Linked DNA regions of Rattus norvegicus: region 1 is linked to region 2. Evidence: chromatin contacts called from public Hi-C data. All regions are on one chromosome and are shown on one strand. The core of a region is the stretch at or near the end of the contact, and the rest is flanking DNA. Distances in the headings are between cores, read along the strand shown.

Region 1 (4,720 bases), core at 57-2,556, 290 kb after region 2:
GATTAACGCCAGCAGAACCAGCAATGACAGATGTCACAAATCCGCGGTGATGTGATAAGGAGGGAGAAAAACAAAAGCCGAGGAGTGCAGAGTTGAGAACTGACAAACGCCCACCATCTGTGGAGGGGGAAGGGAGCAGGCGCCGCGCAACACACCCTTCCCTCTGCCTTCTGCAGAGATTTCCAGTTTTTCCAGACAAGTGTCAAAGTGCAAACCAATCATTAACAACGGCGCTTCCTTTCTCGTCACACACACGCACCGCGCTCATTTTCAGCCGTGGCATGCTCACAGCTCCTCATCTCTGGCTTTATTCATTTCATAACTAGCTGTTGAGCAAGGTATTTTAAGGCGACAAGCAGTACACAAATATCAGAACCCGCCCCTGCCCCTAAGGAGTTCCCAATTTAGTAGAATGTAAACGCCCTCAAAGGCATTTAGGGAAACTATCCCCAGTCCCGGGTGACTCTTGGATTTCAGCGTTTTCAATCATCAACAAGAACCCTGCCTAGATCTTGTGATAGGAAAAGGCCACACTAGTGTGGGTATGCGAGTGTTTTAAAAGTATGAAGTATGAAGTCTTGCAATCTAAAGATTTACTACCCTTCTCTTTTTCTCTTTCTTTCTTTCTTTCTTTCTTTCTTTCTTTCTTTCTTTCTTTCTTTCGTGTGTGTGTGTGTGTGTGTGTGTGTTTAATTTGAAAACCTGTCCCCCAATTTACAATAAACGGTATCATAAGGTCCTGAGAAACCCCTTAAGGATTCTCTTTGGAGGTAGCCTTGGCTGCATTTGGGATCAACTGAGTGTTTCTGAGTTTGCTAACCTCCGCGTCGCACCGCGCAGGAACAGCAGAACTTCAATTCTTCACCGGGTTCCTTTCAATGCGCAGCCAAAGTTGAGAACTACTGTTACCTATTTCTTTGCCCTTGAACTAGAAGATCAGACCCGATCCCACACCCCCATACACACTCCTCCATGCCAGAGCCCTCCATTGCTCCCCTCGCCCACGCCACCAATAGTTTCCCAGAGGCAGTCCTGTTTCCCTAGCTCCAGCGCCGGATGCGATACTCCCCCGCAGGCAGAGTTGCACGCCCGGCAGCTAAGCTTGGCTGAAGTCTTGGCGTTAGCACTGCACCTGTGCACACTGGCGGACTCGGTCGCGTTACCCTCTTTCCCGCCACCTCCTGGGACCGGGACCCGGGAGTGGGGAAGCACCCTGGGCGCCGCACGCAGAGGCCGGGAGAAGGTGTGCAGCCTTCGCGGCCCGAGGGCCCCGGTACTCACGCAAGTGCCGCCCAGCTTGTGACTCTCCACCACCGCGGCCCTGGCGCCGAGCTCGGCCGCCCGCCGCGCGCTGGCCAGGCCGCCCGAGCCGCCGCCGATCACCAGGTAGTCGAAGGAAGCAGCGGCGGCGGCGGCGGCCGGGGGCTGCGGCTCGCCGGGACTCGCCATGGCGCAGGTGAGCGCGCGCGCCGCCCGCCGCAGGCTCCAGGCCGCGCCCACGCCCAACGCCCGCGGCAGTAGCGCCATGCGCGGAAGTGCGAGCGGGGAGCGGGGTGCAGCGTCGCCGTGACTAAGCACCGGCGGCGGGCCGCGCCCGAGGGCCCCTGTCCCCGCCTCCCACCGGCACCCGCCCCGCAGCGCGTGGACCGAGACCGGAGACGTGCACGTTTTGTTTCCCGGTCCCCAGCCTCTCCGATTCCTGCAGGCCTTAACCCACGTTCCTCTGTCAGGGCACTTGCACTCGGAAGAACGACTGGAATAATGAGAAATGGTTTTTGTGATCCGTAGATGACGTTTAAAGACAAAGACTTCACATAAGCACAAGGCTGGGAGCCCCACAGCAAAGAACTGAGGAACACAACACAAGGCCGCTAGGCCCCACACTCCAAGCAGGATGTGAACCAGAATGCTATACAATTTATAAAGGCTTTTGGGTTTTTTTTGTTTTCCTTGTTTTCTGCCTAAAAAGTAACATGACTTGGGAGCTGGAGGTAGAAGGAACGTTGATTCAAGATCATCAAGGAAAAAGGAAGATTTTTTTTTTTCCTTTCTGGCAAAGTACCCTGTAATAAATGTAGACAGAATAACAGTTTGAAAACATTAGCAAGGTCACAGTGAAAGCGACTTTGTTAGGAACTACCAATGGTTGCTAAGATCACCGGGTTAAAGTTTGATGGGGATAAAGTTACACAGATAGGTGGAGTTATGTAAACACACACACACACACACACACACACACACACACACACACACACACACACACATCCCTTCTTGATCACAAAAGGGAAAAAAAGCAACTTTTCTGCTGGCACCGCCTCGTCCTAAAGATCAGGATAACATACTGCTAAGTAATGAGAAACGTGCTCTTGTGAGGCAATTTCACTTACGCAACCTTCCTGCTTTTTATAAAATAAAGGGGGTGCCGAGTGGCTCGGCAATTAAGAGCACTGGCTTCTCTTCCAGACAGCAGAGTTCCGCCCCCAGCTCCCATGCGGTCTCACAGCTCTGTAGCTCCAGCTGTCTGGCAGGCCAGTGATATGCGAACTTACTACATGATTTCAGTAGTCCAGTGTCGAGGCTCAGGGTGAAAACTGAAGAGACTAGAGAACGACTAAAGCTTAAACCAGAAGTTAGCAAGAAGCACACGGTACTGTGAGAAACTCTCCAAGGCAGTTTGTAAGGCCGCTTTGTTAGGAAACTGAATTTAAAATTGGCAGCGGTGGCTCATGACCTACATTCCTCCGCTAGGGAGGCAGAGTCGAACGGATCTCTGTGAGTCCCGGGTTAGCCTGGTCTACATGGGGAGTTCCAGGACAGCCAGAGCTACATAAGAAGGTCCTATAGCTATAGATGGATGGGTGGGTGGACGGATGGACGGACGGATGGACGGATGGATGGATGGATGGGTGGGTGGATGAGTAGATGGATGGATGGATGGATGGATGGATGGATAGATAGATAGATAGATAGATAGATAGATAGATGATGAAGAGAGGAGATAGATAGATAGATAGATAGATAGATAGATAGATAGATAGATAGATAGATGAAGAGAGAGGACTTAGACCCTAGAAGATGAATCCAGAGGAAATTACCGCTATACTTAATTCCTTTCATCTATTTGATGTCTAATTCAATGCATTTGAAAGGACGCTTTAGAAATGACTACCATCCTTATTCTAAATCTAAATATATGGTGTTTTTTAAGTGTGTGTACTATGAATGCACACGCACGTACGTGTGAGTGACTGGGTGTATGCATGCGGGGAACCAAGGACTGACTCTTCCTCAATCACTTGCCACCTTAATTTTCTAGACAGGCTCTCTCTCTCTCTCAGAACCTGGATCTCATCAATTTGGCCAGACTGGCTGAACAGAGGCTGCCAGGAACCTGCCCATCTCCTTTAGTCCCCAGCAGGGAGTTCCCAGTGCTGCTCCAGACAGACACTGGGGAGCTGAACTCAGGTCTCCATGCTTGTGTAGCAGATGCCTTCTCCTTGGTCTTTTTTCAAAAGTACCTTGCAACATTTAAGATAAAAAGAAAGCCAACCTGTGCTAGAGATAGGATTAGGAGTCTTCCTTGCTACAAAGTGAGTTTAAGACCAGACCTGGTCTCCAAAATAAATTAAGAAGGAAAACAAGAATAAAGAGACAGCCGGGGTGGCAGACTCTGTAATACCAGCTCTTTGGAGGCAGAGGTGAAAAGATCACAAGTTTGAGGATAGGCAGCAAGACTGTGTTTTAAAGTATGATGGAATGAAATGCTTTTTAATTCAAAGGGTCATAAGAACATGCCTCTTGGGGCTGGAGAGATGGCTCAGTGGTTAAGAACACCGACTGTTCTTCCAGAGGTCCTGAGTTCTATTCCCAGCAACCACACGGTGGCTCACAAACCATCTGTAATGAGATCTGATGTCCTCTTCTGGCCTGCAGACAGAACATTGTATACATAATAAATACATTCTTAAAGAAACAGTATCTTTAAAAAAAAAAAAAAGGAAAAAGAACATCCTTCTTAGCAAGCCTTAGGAGGCAGAGGCAAGAGGACCTCTGTGAGTTTGAGGGCAGCCAGGTCCACAGAATGAGACCCTGTCGCTACGAAAGGAAAAAAAAAAAAAAAAAGGACTGGAGGAGGCTTAGAAGTTAATAACATTGGCTGCTCTTGCAGAGGGCTGGTTCCAAAGCGGCTTACAGCTAGCTGTGTCGAACTCCAGAGCTGAAGCCCTCTCTTGCCTCTGTGAGCAGTGGTTCCCACACAGGCACATATGTGTACCCGCACATGCAGGCAAAATTCCCATACTCATTAAAAAAAAAAAAAGGAAGAAAGTGATCCCAACGTTCTAATAAAACCTTTATCCTCCTTTTTTTGGTTTGTTTTTAATTTTATTTCTATGGTTGCTTTGCCTGTATGTATGTCTGTGCCTGATACCCACAGAGATAAGAAGCCTTCAGATCTCCTGGAACCAGAGTTATAGAAGGTTGTGATATGAGTCATATGGGTGCTGGGAGTTGAACTCAAGTCCTCTGGAAAGAGCAAGCAACCAGTGATCTTCACCAGGGGACATCTCTTTGGCCTCTTTTTTTTTTTTCCTTAAAAAGTTTTTGAGACAGGATCTTCCTATGTACCTCTGGCTAACCTGGAACCTGGTGTGGGGACTGTGTCACCTGCCTCCACTGGGATTGAAGGTGTGTGCTACTGCACTCTGGCCTGTTCATAGAT
Region 2 (4,764 bases), core at 1,117-3,616:
GCAAGGCCCTGGGTTCGGTCCCCAGCTCCGAAAAAAAAGAACCAAAAAAAAAAAAAAATAACAGTGTCTGCAATGTTTTAGGCACTGTCTAGATGTTGGGAACACTCAAAGATGCCAGGCAAGGCTCCTCTCACAGGATTTATTATTCTTTCTCACACCAGAGGTTGCTAACTTTGTAACAAAAGACAAAGTTCTGGTTTGGCTTCAAGACCACAAATAAAATAAGATAAAATAGAATAAAATAAAATAAAATAAAAAAATCAGGTTCTACTTCTGGAGTTAAACCACTGTTTTCCTGGTGAGAGAACTACCCATACTACAACCATACAACCTTATCTACCTTCTTCTAAATGGGCTCCGACTGGAACCATTAAGGACGAGCTTGTCATTTTTTCTTGGATTCTTGCCAGGCCCCTGCAAAACAATGTCTCTCTGTGGAGTGTGTTCAGTAACAGGCAGGAATAGCCAAGGAGGGCAAAGGGCTGGTTCTACTGGCCGGTTCAGCCACCCAAGCCCACCACTCACTCATCGCTCAGGAAGACACTGCCCCCTGGTGGTTCCTCTTATAACTGAATGAAAAACCGGCCGAGCAAAAAGTTGCCAATCAACACAATCAATAAATCAAAACACGGACAAAGTTTCTGATCACTGCAGTTTTGCTTCTGAACTTTTCCGCCGCTGTTCCAAAGACTCTTGGTTCATTTCCTCCCAGGAAATATAGCACCTTTGTTCCTATAGAGAGCAGTGGCATTGCAACAGCAACTTAAAACATTCTTTTCCTTCAGAAACTTTCCCACATCTCCAGATCTGGTCAAAGAAAACTTAGCTGAAACCAAGTGTCACTATAGATCTTCACTTCGTAACGCCTTTAAAAGCAGAAGAACAGTGTTGCGTGTATCCTGCTTTTTATAATTTGAACCAGGACTCAGCGGTTATGTTGCCTTGGAGTTGTTTGGGGTATCTTGTCTCCACAACACCACTTTGAATTGCCTAAAGACAGGGTCCTTATCTTCAGCTCCCACCCGCCCCCTCCTCACCCCACCTCCAACCGCACTCAGAGCAGGGAAGGGTAAAGAATGTCGAGCAGGGAGAAAGAGATAAACATTTAAACCAAGCCATAAATGATAAGTCGTGATTGGTGCGGCAAGCCAGACTAACTTCCTCAGAGAGACAGGCACCATCTACTACTGAGCCGTGGGTTTTAAAGGTCTGTCCAAACTAGTCACGGTCTAGAAGCAGACAGGATCTATTGTTGGAAAAGTTCTGTAGGACCAGGAAAATGGGAACTTCCTTAATAATAATGCTAGCTTCCGCCTATTGTAAACCACAATTGTGCAAGTATGAGTTTAGGAGTGGAGGCTCGCCCCAGCTATAATCTCTAAAATCCTGGGAGATTATATATATGTATATATAATATATAATATTATCATCAGTGGGAGAATATGTATGTATGTGTATGAAAAAATATATATACATTTCATAGATGAGGAAATGGATCTATGTGGTCATCCAGTGTTGGATAATTGTTTTGCTTCTCCAGAGGTAAATGTCCTGACCTTTGAGGGGCTGTGAGGGATTTTCAGTTAACAAGTACATATTGAGGACCTACTACGCTCCAGAACTACACTCCAGGTAGCCTACTTAAGTTGTGGCAGAGTGAAAAAGATAAACAGGACGCAGTTTTGTATTCCAGGAAGGGGCTCCCCGAAGAGTGAAGTAAACAAAACGATTCCAGAACAGTCTGGTGCCGGCTGTGCGAGTCTGAACAGGGGCGGCCGGAAGCCTAGAGAGCGATAGCGGCCGAGGTTGGGGGGGGGGGGGGCCGGGGGAGGCTTCGCTGGACTCCGGCACCCTCAGTGGGGTGGCAAGCGGTCTCCTGCAAAAGCGAGGCTCGGTGGTGGGCTGTCCCACGTGTCCGTCACTTTTCGGCCCGGGAAGAACCGAGTCTTGTCGGGTACTACCAAGGAGGGTGGGTTTGGGTGCACATCCGTCGTGAAAAGCCAGCAAACAAAAGTAGTGCGCTCCAGTCCATGCGCCCCCGCAAAAGGCTTGCCCCCCACGCCCCAGTCCCCTCCTCAAGCCGCCAACCACCGCTGGTCTGCCCGGACGCCTAGGTCCCAGGGGTTGCAGAGAGAGGGGGCGGTCCAGACCCTTCCTCCTGCCGTCCCTGCGGCCTCCTGACCCCGGTGACCCCCCCCTCCCAACCCAGCCCAATACTGGGGTCGACCGCTCCGCCCCGCGCCCCTCCTCCCGCGGGGGGCTTCGCCGTCCGGAGCCGCGTCCCTCTGGGCTGCGGCTGGCTGCGCACGTCCAGGGAGGGCGGAGGGAGGAGGGGAGGGCTGGGAGGGGAGGGGAGGAGGGAGAAAGGCGAGAGAAAGCGCGCTGCGTGCGGCCCCGCTGCCCAGAGCCTGCCAGCTGCGCGCCCTCGGCCGCTCGGGTCCTAACCGCGCCCGCCGCCTCGCCTCCTCCGCCTCGGCCGCGTCCCGACTCCCGGGCTCGCCCGGCCTCTCGGAGGTCCCCGCCCGACTCCGCTCTCCGCTGTGCCGCCCGGCTCCAGCCCCGCAGCCCGCCCCGGGGGGAAGGTAGCAGCGGGCGAGCGCGCCCTCGCCTCCAGCCCCGCGCCCCAGCCCCGCGCGGCGACGAAGGACCGGGAAGATGAACGGCGGCGGCAAAGCCGAGAAGGAGAACACCCCGAGCGAGGCCAACCTTCAGGAGGAGGAGGTACGGAGGGGGACTGGTTGGGGGGTGCGGGGCGCACGGGCGGGGGGGGGTGGTTGTACCACGGGACGCGGCGTCCCGAGGGCTCCCGGCTGAGTCCACGCGCGTCCGCGTGCCTCCCATGATTGCATAAGTTTTGAGGACTTTCCCGAGACTTTTGTAAGTAGAATGCTCAGCTTTGTCTACCCGGGATGTTGAAAGCGGAATCGAGAGCTGACTCCCGGGTGACCTCAGATGATTGGGACCAGGGAGGGTCAGGACTTGGGTTCTGCGCCTTGCGGCTGGAAATTGGGAAGGAGGGAGGGAGGTAGGGTGAAGCTAGAAACTCTGGGAAAGTTCTCGGTAAAAGATACTTCCGACCCCAGCTCCCTCCCCTCCCTCCCTCCCTTCCTCCCTCCCTTCCTTTCCGTGTTAAAAGTTCTGGGTGAAATATCTTCTTAGCTGAGACATTTTGGATTAATAGATAACTCATCAGCCACATTCTTCTGCGATGAGTCCGAGACCCCCGCCGAACCTGGGAGATGTCGAATGTGGGGGTGGGGGTAGAATAACAAGGACTAAAAGCTTTGGGTTCACCAAAGCAAAGGTGCGTGGGGGGTGTTTTTTTAATAGGGGAAAAAAAAAACCCACAACTTTATGTGGCACACTCGGAATGATGATAGAAAACAATTTGCAGCTGTGGTGCGTTTCTCATTGAGAACGCCGGTGTGTACATGGGGGCTCGTGAATTTTGTCGGTTTTGTGATATCCTGTCTCGACTTCACTCCTGCTGCTAGTGGGTTATCTGGAGTCCAAGAAATTGTGTTTATCTTTTTTTAAGGTCTCCCAGAATTGAGTGCAGAAGCGGAGACTGCCCATCCCACTCTAATGTAAAAAGTGTTCTTAGAGGTAATTTACATCCTAATAAAGAGGATGAAAGCGACCCGAACTGACGTCCAAAGCAGTTAGCATGGTGACAGTATTTAGACACTTGTGCAAACTTAGACCGAGAGTGAAACCAAACATTGAAAGAGTTCATCCATCCACCCAACTCCCTGACCCGCGGGAACTATCCACTGGTAAAATGGGAACTGTTTAAACGGGGAAGACAGGAGAGATTAAACGTATGCGAATCAGTGCAAAATAGAGCATACCACACTTGGGAGGTGGTGCGCCCTAAATGAATGGGCTAGCTGAAAATCGCATCTCCACCTGAAGAAATTACCTATTTTATCAGCAAATACTGCTTCGGAAAGTTTCGCGTATGCTGTTTTATAACAAAGCAGGGGCCGGCAGCAAGTTCCGGCTGTTTTTCCGTTTATTTCCTGACCAGTTAAACTGTTAAAGAAATTGCTGGTGTTTAGTTTTGTTTTTGTTTTTGTTTTTTTTTTAATTAGCAGAAGGTAGCTCATTTATGATCAGTAATACCTTTAGCCTGCTAAAAGATAGTCCTAGGAAACCATCTTTTTTTCCTTTATCTGGCTCAGAAAAGTTGGAACTGGGAAAAACAATCCTACCAACAAGAAAAACACAATTTGGTCCTTTGAAAATGATTTTTGGGAGATAACAGAGCCCCATAGTTTTGTTTTTTGGTTTTTGTTTTGTTTTGTTTGTTTGTTTTCAAAGTTTTGGTACAGAACATTAGATTTGTCTCCAAGTCCCATACCCACTGGACTTAAAATTATGGCAAATCAGATTTTACTCTTGCCATCTCAGCTGAAAATGCTGGCCGCACTAAGGTCCTCTATTCCTGGTGATCTCATCTAGTAAGTAAAGGCCGGGCTGGGCTGGGCTAGTGCAATCTTCTGCCTTATTTACCTTGTTGCCCTGTGTTCCCAGTCAGGTAGGAGCAGCATGTGATTCTGGTAGGTGTTAACTCTTTCCTGGTACACACTCATTCTTGGAGAAATATGACCTAGCAGGAAGATTTCAGAGCTTTGATTGTGTGCTGGTGGGAGTGTGTAAAAATGTGTAAATTACAGACACTGTCATAAGTGACCTTTAGTTACTTGACCTTTGTTTCCAGTGAACCCAGGCCCATAGGCACACCAGGCACACACTCTGACT

The links. A called contact is a pair of places that touch in the nucleus more often than the background predicts.
Region 1: a Hi-C map of liver shows a contact between it and region 2, with 3 times the contacts expected there. The contact joins the promoter of Gsr here to the promoter of Rbpms in region 2. A contact is called at or near these places in 2 of 12 Hi-C or Micro-C datasets (liver and mammary epithelial cells).

Annotation. Positions count from the first base shown.
Region 1 is chr16:65,226,669-65,231,388 of GRCr8, forward strand. It overlaps Gsr (glutathione-disulfide reductase), which reads right to left and starts at 1,307. Exons shown (of 13, transcript NM_053906.2): 1 at 1,282-1,307.
Region 2 is chr16:64,940,243-64,945,006 of GRCr8, forward strand. Rbpms (RNA binding protein, mRNA processing factor) reads left to right here and starts at 2,367. Exons shown (of 7, transcript NM_001271244.1): 1 at 2,367-2,721. The coding sequence starts at 2,656.